Regions from separate parts of the Oryzias latipes genome. Here region 2 is linked to region 1. A link is a contact called in public Hi-C data. All regions are on one chromosome and are shown on one strand. The core of a region is the stretch at or near the end of the contact, and the rest is flanking DNA. Distances in the headings are between cores, read along the strand shown.

Region 1 (5,147 bases), core at 739-3,238:
ACCAGCCTTCAGTCAGCTTTGGTCAGTTTTAGAAGAAATCCATTCTGTCCAACCTTTTTGATCTTATTTTGTTTTCATTTATTATTTATTTTTCCTATTTGTTATATGTATTTTTTTCTTCGTGTATTCAAATATTTTTTATTGATGTAAATATTGGGATTCAACATAATTTTAAGAACAAATGCTGTGAGCATGAAACAATTTAAGTGGTCAGTAAAAGATCCGTAAAAACCTTTTTGTTATTTTGTTTTTATTTTTGGTTTGGTCCCTCTAGCTGCTTCTCCTCAAAACCGTCTATTTTGCTTCTCAGATAACTTCCAGGATCAAATGAAAAGAGAACTTTCTTACAGAGAGGAGATGGTTCAGCAGCTTCACATCGTTAGAGGTGAGAGCAATAAAGCAGAGGATGCGGACGCAGATGCCCTGCTTTAAGATGGAGAGTCATTCGGTAGACAAACATGGTGTAAATCTGCGTTTCAGCCGGAGCTCCTCCACCGCGCGCGGCGTGCTTGAACGCTGTTGATTGTTGTATCTCCTTCTTCATAGAAGCTCACGACGCTTTACACCATTTCTCCTGTAAGATGCTAACTCCCCGACACTGCACAGGATCCTGCTCCTACAAGTCCCCGCTGCTCCCACCATGAGGCGCGCGTGCGTCTGCTGCAGCTGAGAGAGCGCACGCGGGCAGCTCCAGAGCCCGGAAAGTGAGAAACCTTCGCGTGAACTCTGAGCAAACGAACTGGAAAAAGAACGATTGTGTAATTAGTTGTAATATTTAAAAAAGAAACGTATTTTCACCACATTTATGAACCCATCTACATAGTATACGTTTGTTTTACTAATATTATGCCATGTACTATTTATTTTTTGTGGCAAAGTGCAATGACAATGTATTTTGTATGTATTTAGTGTTTTGTTGATTTTATTTTTGTCAACACCAGTTTTGACCATCCAAATCATTGCACCTTATTTTCTCAGTGTTGGAAATTAAACTATTTATTTATGTATTTGTTTATTTATTTATGACCATTTTTTTTGTTTGTTTTAATGCAGACAAGTAGCTGACATTGTATGTTAAGCACTTTAAGCAAATGGATGGAAATCACTAAACATTATGAAAAAACTTTATTGACCATTCATTTGTTGGAGTTAGACGTATTTGATTGAGTCAGACTGCATCAACACAGATGTGGGAGGCTAATTTAATCCATCTGTAGTCTTCTAACGAGTAGCAACACATTCTATTTAAATTGGCTAATTTGTTCCTGTTCTGTTTGTTTCCATTGCCAATAAATAAATGACATTTTATTGAAAAAATAATAATTTATCTTTCTTTTTTATTAGAGCAATCGTTGTATCCATGAAAATAATGCTGTTTTATTCTGAAAAAAATACTTTTTTAAATGCAACAGCCAGTTGTTTTAAACAGGCTTTTGCTATTTTGTATTTATTTTTTCTATCAAAAACAAGTTTAAAGTGAAAATTAAAACAGTGATTCTGCATCCTTTTTAGTTTTTTTGCCTATTGAAGAATTATTCGTGTTTTAGGAATATTATGAATCATTTCAACTTCCGATCTGAACTGCATATTTATCTGTGCATATTTAATACGAGACCGCTGAACATGCACTCAAATTTGTTACAAACACTCAACTGTCAAAACCCTAAAATTGACATTTTAGAACATAGCATTTTGATCGACATATTTCTGTAATCAGTAAGCTAAACGTTCGGCATAATCCAAATGTCATACGAATACCAGATAGTAAAACCACAAATGTGGGCCATTTATTGTGGGATGTAAAAATTTGTTTATTTGAGTGGAATGCAAAAATTAAGAAATGTGGACTTTATCGGTTTGTGTAAGAAACAGAGTAAAAGTAAAACATTAAGCCTCAGTGCTACCTTTTTTTATTTCTGTTGCAACAGCGACCCCATCTGTGCGCTGGTGCAAACAAGTGAAAGAAGGATTTCCCCCTCCTTCTTCCAATGCTGCTCAGTCCCTTGGGTGACTGTGTTTGCGCCTGCGCACCTAATGGAACAAGATGGCGGAGAGTGCGGAACTGAAGGTAAAGCGGGTCTCCCCAGTAGCTTAACAAACATAGGGCTCACAGACTATCAGTATCATTTCTTCTATTGTCGCTGTTTTTGTTTGATATCAGGGACACGAATGGGCTAGTTATTTCGATATAAGACAACGGAACAACAGGACATACTCTGTTAGCATACTGGCTAGCTTGTTAGCATTAGCTTTGTTATTGTTGCCGAGGTTCCGTTAGGTTTTCTCTGCGGTTCACCTGCACAGAAGGCCACATTCTATCAACAACAAATACTATCGCCTAGCACTGTCGGTTGTTTTTAATCCAAAAGGATACTAATATAAAAGATTTAATGTTTTTTTAGTAAACGTTTTACTGATTGGTGTTGTGGGAAATGGGCTGTGGCTATACCCTGGAATGCAGGTTAACTTCATTTCTGACACATGGATAAAAGTCATATAGATATAAATATTAACAGCCACTGTGACCCTACGTAAAGTAAAAAGAAAAGAAAAGTATATCCTCGATTAAATGATCATATGAGTGTTTACAGATATCTAGTTATGTTTCATCCACGTACACTTGCCAGTGGTAGCTATTATGCTAACTAAATCTGCGCTGTCCACCTCGCCCTTTATGTTATTAACAATTTAACATGGATATAACACATACATTAAATTAACTCTTCTCTCTTTTAATCCATATCGCAATCGAAATTATTTAATGTATACTAAACTATCTACTTAGATCTATTCTTTAACATCATCGTGTATATGTGTTAGCATACTTACGAGCTAAAGGAGTCTCCACTGTTAACTTAAGATTATGATTGGAATCTGATTGTAAAAGCTTATGTCATTTTCATTTTTAGAGTGTTTAATTGTACCGTCTATTTCGTTTAACACACAATTTGTTTGCGTCGGTTTTTTAAACTTTATGAAAATGCAGTAAAAATTTGTTTTCGTTGTTGATCGATCATGATCATCATGCTATAACAAATTGTATTTTTTGTTTCCCCAAAAATTTGGTGTTTAGTCGTTTTTTACCTTATCTAATTTCTTAACACGTATAAGAGTTTCAATTAATCAACGACTTGTGAAGGAAGACTTTAATTTATTTTCTTTAAGCTGTTTTATTGCTAACACAAATCACTTTTGGCATAACCAGAGACAATACCAAACAAAACAATGCATGGGAAATTTGTTTGAAAGCTAAAAAGGCCACAATAAATTTGTTTTTTTAAATACCATCCAAATAAAGTCATTTTCACTTCAGACAGATTTTTCTTTGAAAATTATGCTCAATAAGATGTTTAAAAGTCTGAAAATCAAGGAATTCAAATAATTTCAACAATTCAATACATAAAACTGTTTTTTTTCTTGTTTTAACGATGTAGCTTACTATTTTCTTTCTTTTACCAGCAAATGGTAATGAGCCTTCGAGTTTCTGAGCTCCAGGTGTTGTTGGGCTATGCTGGGCGGAATAAGCATGGGCGCAAACACGAACTTTTGACCAAAGCTCTTCACCTACTCAAGGCTGGCTGCAGTCCTGCTGTGCAGATGAAGATCAAAGAGCTCTACAGACGGCGTTTTCCAACAAAAATGGTTTCGCCTGTGGACCTAGCTCTTCCCGGTGTTCACTCTGCATCCAGTTTGCCCGCTGGTTTGGCCCCATTAGGATTTGACAGTCACGGATCACCTTCACCGCTGTTGCCCGTTTCCCTACTTGGACCTAAGCATGAGATGAGTCTGCCTCACCTCTCCTCCGCCCTGCACCCTGTGCACCCTGATGTCAAGCTCCAGAGATTGCCCTTTTACGATGTGCTGGATGAGCTCATTAAGCCAACCAGCTTAGGTGGGTGCATGGCTACCTTGTCAGTTTTGTTTATAGTGAAAACACTTCTCCATCTCATACATACCAGTGAAGAGTTTTGGCTGTAGATATCTAAATGAGGTCATCAAGTGCAACGTAACTTATATAACTAAATATATATGTTTTTTAGTTTCCTCTGACTTGACTGTGGATTCTTTTCATAGTTTCAGACAACACTCAGCGGTTCCAGGAAGCATGTTATGCCTTTGCATTAACTCCTCAGCAGGTTCAACAGATCAGCAGCTCAATGTAAGTACAAGACTTCTCCTTTAAATATCCTCTCTGATCATCTTTTGGTCTATTGTAAAAGCATTCCCAGTGGTATTTTATTTAAGATTATGCCATATGTAGCAAAAAAAAAGTTGTTTTCAAGGTCGTGGTCGCTGCATAGCGGCAGTAGTTCATCAGAAATTCACCTCTTGAGTTGTGGCTGCTCCAGTTGGCACAGAGCAGGTCCCCCCCTCTTCCCCTCCCTGTTGCTGAGAACTTGGAGCAGGGAGCTTTCGGCCCCGTCATATTTTTTACGTCACAATAGACTTTTTTTCAAACTGCTTTTTTTCTGGCTACTGATTATCAACAATTTGTATAAAGTAATGCTTAGAAAATTCAAATTTCAGCTTACTTTTCTGCATGAATGGCCGCCATTATCATACGAATGCCGCTAAAACATGTTATACACAATTTTCATCAGACTGGGTCTTTAAATAACTACTATTGACCACTGTTCTAGGTTCAAACATGCATTGAATTATATTAAGTTATATCAAAATCTAGTTGTCTAATTTTGACTAAGCTCATCATTTGTTTTAAAATTCTTTAGGGACATATCCGGGACCAAATGTGACTTTGCTGTTCAAGTACAGTTAAGGTATGTCTCAAACAGTTCATTTCAGTGTCACTCTAAATGAACAAATGTATTTGTGGTATGTCTGTTTAAAGCCTCTTCTTATTAAACATCCTGAACTAGCAACATCCCTTGAATGCCGCAATTCGATTGTTTTAAGTTTGAGCAAATACATGTATTTAAATATTTCGCTTTATGTTTGTTTTTCTGTAAATACAATTTTAGTTTAAGTTTTTACTAGTAAACACTTCTTAGCTGCATGATTGTTAATATTGAAGGTGATTTGCCATTCATGTCAAATGTGGAAGGGTACATGCAGGGTTATTTTTAGTTTCCAGACCAGACACTGCAGGTGTGTGGACACGTTTCTACCATATTAGTAAATACATTCAA
Region 2 (4,514 bases), core at 1,295-3,794, 180 kb before region 1:
TATTTTACACATTACAGACCACTCACTCTTCATAATTACAAATGTTAAATAAAATGTAATTACTTTCTGGTCCTGTTACCTGTAAGCTTTATGAAGATTGCATTTGGAGCAGGCTGGCCACCTGAGTCTGAAAGGCGACAGGGATTTTCCTGGAGCAGCAGAACATGTAAAAAAGCAGAGGTCTCTGAACCCCCCGTTTTCACATTGGCTGCTGAAACGCTACCCTTCTCCAGAGCTGTCCCTGCTGTCAGAGTGAAAGCTGGCAGTATTGTCGGGCAGCCTGTATTGTTTTAACTGTTTAGAAAATGCTGAATGGTTTTCTAAACGAAAGTGTTTGCTCTGCATAATCCATTTTCCTGGATTAGGTTGGGACAAAAGTATTAACACCATAACTTTAATTTTTAACCCAACTAGATTTCAAAATGAAAAAAATAGCAAGCTTGTAGACAACTGCCACATGAAAATTTTTTTATTTTTGTGCTTATTATTTTGTACACAGTGCATCCATATTATCTTCATCCGTTATGTTATATTTGAACAAGACAGCTTTGATTTTTCAGGGAATTTTTGCTATTTTTGTTATTCCCTAATGTTCAAAGTGTCACAAACGTTACAGTACAGGCACCTATTTTAACACAGTTTTAATGCACTTTACTTTACTCACACATGTTCTATAAAATTTGACATTTGACTGCAGGTAAGGACTGAAGGTATAATGTTGAAAATGAGACACACAGGGGATAATGCTAACTCTACAAATCCAAGCACTGTAACTCATTCTCTCAAAATAAGTTAAACATGTTAACTAATCAAAACAGAAAAACAACCAACCCAAATCAAATAAAAACATGTGTTTGGTTACATTAAGTTCACATTTGTCTTCAGTCAATGCACAGACGACCCACAATTCTCAGTAATCATCATCTTCCTCCTCATCGTCCTCAGGCACAATTTCAAGCTCATTTTCGTCTTCCTCTTCATCCTCATCTTCTTCCTCATCCTCTTCCTCCATATCACTATCCACAGCTGCGTTCAGTAGGAGTTTGGTGCGATTGATTTCACTCTCATCGTCAAGATTCATTTGAACCTAAGGGGGAAGGAAATAAGACAACAGCATGCCTGTGAAAACATTTGTCTCAAAATGAATCAGAAGACAATTTGAGTTGGTGTGAAAGAACAAAATCCTGTGAGCTCACTTTTATGGAAAAAAAAAAAAACCAAAACTTAAGTATGGGCTTTAGGAGTCTTCACAGCCAATATACAGATATTGCATTAAGTTAAGAATAAGCGCACACAGTGGATAAAAATGAAATAATTAATACAAAAGCTCCTTTACTTTAACTATGTCCTTTGATGCACTATAAAAAGTGTTCCAGATGTAAAGATCAACCATGTTTCCTTTTACTTTACAAAGTGGGAATTTTTCAGATTTAGTAACATCTTCCATTTTATCCATATGTTTATTTATATATTTACACAGCGAGCTAGGTTGTGGTTTTATGTTCTGCAAGTTCAGGTCGTTTACCTCAGTTTCAGTATTTGAACGCTGAGAGGCCGCATCTTCTGTTTGGGCACTGATAATAGACTTCAAGGTTCCTTCTTCAAACTGAGACATGACACAGATATAACATAAATGTCAAGTGAAAACCCACATCCATGAATTTTTCCCGAGCCTGCACTCACTTTCAAGCGGTTCAGCTGGTCTTGCAGCATGACTTTGATTTTGAGGAGAGTCTCCTCCTCCTTTTTCAACTCCTGCAAGCGGCTGTGCATGTTTCCAGCTCCAGTCAGACCATCACTCAACACTCTGACAAAGCAGAGACAAAGTCTAAGGTTTTCTAGTCTAGAAGTGTAGAGTGTTTTGCATGAAATAATTTTATAATAATTATAAAAAAATGTATAAAATAAGCCATCTTTATTAAACAAGTATAATTTTTATACTTAATTTAAATAGCATGAAAAACATTAACATTAGGTCCAGCTAAAAGACAAATTATATATATATATATATATATATATATATATATATATATATATATATATATATATATATATATATATATATATATATATATATATATATATATTTGTGTGTGTGTAAAACAAAAACCTCTTAAATTACAGTACAATTTAATTAACGCATTTATGAAACGTAAACACACTAAAATATTTGGGTGAATTACACTTTGAAGTATTTTTCTTCCAACCCACACAAATTTGAATTCTATCTGCCAAACGTCTTCTTATGTAAAAAGATTATCATCAAAACAATACAACCCAACGCTAGTCAACGAACAAGCTAGCTTCCACCAGGAAACAGTTCTGCTCGAATTTGTTTACTTATCTAGGTTGTTTACTTACCAAGGTTCTTCTGGTCAATCTTCCCGCAAGACTACCATTACAAAGTCGACTGAATTCGGGAAAGGACTAAAAAAAGGTTTATCCGAAAGGATATATTTTGCATACAGACGTGCAATGCACATCGAGACGACATTAGTTCCTGTGACAAGTTTTAGATCATATCCGGTATCAAGATACATTCAAGTACTGTAGGAAATTTAAACAGTAGTCCGACCGTCTACGAGTTGCAGGTTAGAAACCTATGGTTTTGCATTAGGCAGTAACCTAATTCAAAATTTACATTTCTTCGGCAATCACGTTTTGAAGAGTAAATTTCTCTCAAAATATCGTTAAAAAAACTCTATCAGAAAATATTTTTAGAAGTAATTTTGAACTTCCTGTTCATGTAGAAAAAAACCGATCACAAGATAAAGTACCTCCTAGTCGGTGATTTTGAAGGCCAGTCTACTGGGCGACATCCTGTGGTGAATTGGTGGTAATCCCACGTTTGAGTCAATTTTTCTTTTTTGACATTTCTGTACTTTAACACATAATTTTTATATCACAAAATCTTCAAAGACTGGTATACGTATTAAAATAGATTTTTGTTATGATTTTATTTTTAATTGGTTGTCAATCGATGCATTTCAAAGAGAGTACTGAAGCGGCAGGTGTCAATCTACATGTGCAGTATGAATATGCCTGGGATTACTTTTTGTGCATAAAAAATTTGAACGACTACTGCAGGTCCTATAACAGTTTTTTTCTTCTTCATATCGTGCTTTTTTTCATCTTTTAAAGCTTGTACGTATGCCAAAAAAGTTTTTTTACGTTTGTTTTTAAAGCACTTTTGGTGGTGAGTAAGCTTCAGAAATAGGTTATACATAACACAGTTGTAAAGAAAAGCCATGGCATTGCCTGGCCTTAGACAAACATTTATCACTCTAGGATACCAACCTTCAAATCATTCAGGTTTTTCTGAATTCTTCCAACCTCCTTTGGATAAAACAAAAAAGCAGAGATGAAACAAGTTATTAATTCAATAAAAGCTCAAATAAGTAACAGATGGGCCCTACTAATCTGAACAAGATTAGGAACCACTCTTAATCAGTCTTCAAAAATGTTTAAAGAGGCCATTAGGTTTTTATAGGATTTTTCTTGCTAAGTTCATCCAGATGTGTGCATTGTTGATCACACAGCATGCAAGCACACCTGGAAAATAAATGGAGCCCAGCCAAAATGGAAACATACTTTGCAGTTCACACATATATGAAAAGAGGAAAGCAGTGGTAGGTAAGTTTTACACAATTCTTTGTTTTTGTGGGTTTACAGTTATGGCATTGTGAGGGCAGAAGTAGGAAATGACATTTAAATACTATGAGGTCACAAATCATATTGGTTTATTGGCATATTGTCACATTTGTGTTGGTGTCAAATTGTTTTCAAATCAAAATAAATATGTGAAAATGTGCTTTAATTGTGACAATCAGGAATTGTTTCAGTAGTAAAATCTCACTCCAACTACATTTTTATCTATTTTAAAAGGGTTTCCAGGGGTCTTTAATTATGATTATTATGATTATGTTTAATCTAAAAGCCTGTGACATTTTTTAAGACATATTTTCTGCAGAGTGGGAGTTCTTCATTCGAAATTCGTCTCTGAGTTGTAGGTGGAACTGTTGGCTTGGAAGTAACCCTATGCCAATATCCCATCATTCCCTTGTTTACACTCTTTCCCGCTAGCTTACAACCCCTCACAACCCCAAAATAGGATAAGTTTAGCAAATAAAAAAAATAAAAAGAAAGAAAAATTAAACGGCGAGCAATATCGGGGATCCAGCCATACAGATGCCAGCTCAGACGAGGAAAATGAAGACTGATGGATCTATTTGTCTGCAAGTGGATGCATCAGCACTGGAGCATAGAACGAAGGCTTTGAAGCACCCATGGCCAACTACACCTGGCTGCAGCCTGCAGAACTGCACAACATAGTGCAGGCTGCAGCCAGGGCTTACTCCCCATGGCAGCTGCTGCATCACAAACCTGAGCCTTTTCCAATGGCAGGTTTTTATCTGCTCCTGACCCTTTACGATTTGAATAAAGAAATACTCATAAATCCAGTTTTAATCTTAAATTCTTTAATATATGTCCTCCATGAAAGAAACAGATAGAAT

The links. Hi-C and Micro-C count contacts between places; a contact is called where the count stands out from the background.
Region 2: a contact with region 1 is called in a Hi-C map of embryo, with 2.6 times the contacts expected there. The contact joins the promoter of lctl here to the promoter of LOC101160651 in region 1. A contact is called at or near these places in 3 of 5 Hi-C or Micro-C datasets (embryo and fibroblasts).

Annotation. Positions count from the first base shown.
Region 1 is chr6:16,292,515-16,297,661 of ASM223467v1, reverse strand. It overlaps LOC101160651 (E3 SUMO-protein ligase PIAS1), which reads left to right and starts at 1,988. Exons shown (of 14, transcript XM_004069608.4): 1 at 1,988-2,068; 2 at 3,460-3,892; 3 at 4,075-4,159; 4 at 4,731-4,778. The coding sequence starts at 2,045. skor1 (SKI family transcriptional corepressor 1) reads left to right here. Exons shown (of 8, transcript XM_004069988.4): 7 at 311-385; 8 at 550-1,370. The coding sequence ends at 644.
Region 2 is chr6:16,474,258-16,478,771 of ASM223467v1, reverse strand. It overlaps lctl (lactase-like protein), which reads right to left and starts at 2,544. Exons shown (of 18, transcript XR_002873408.1): 1 at 2,362-2,544; 2 at 1,526-1,606; 3 at 80-1,087.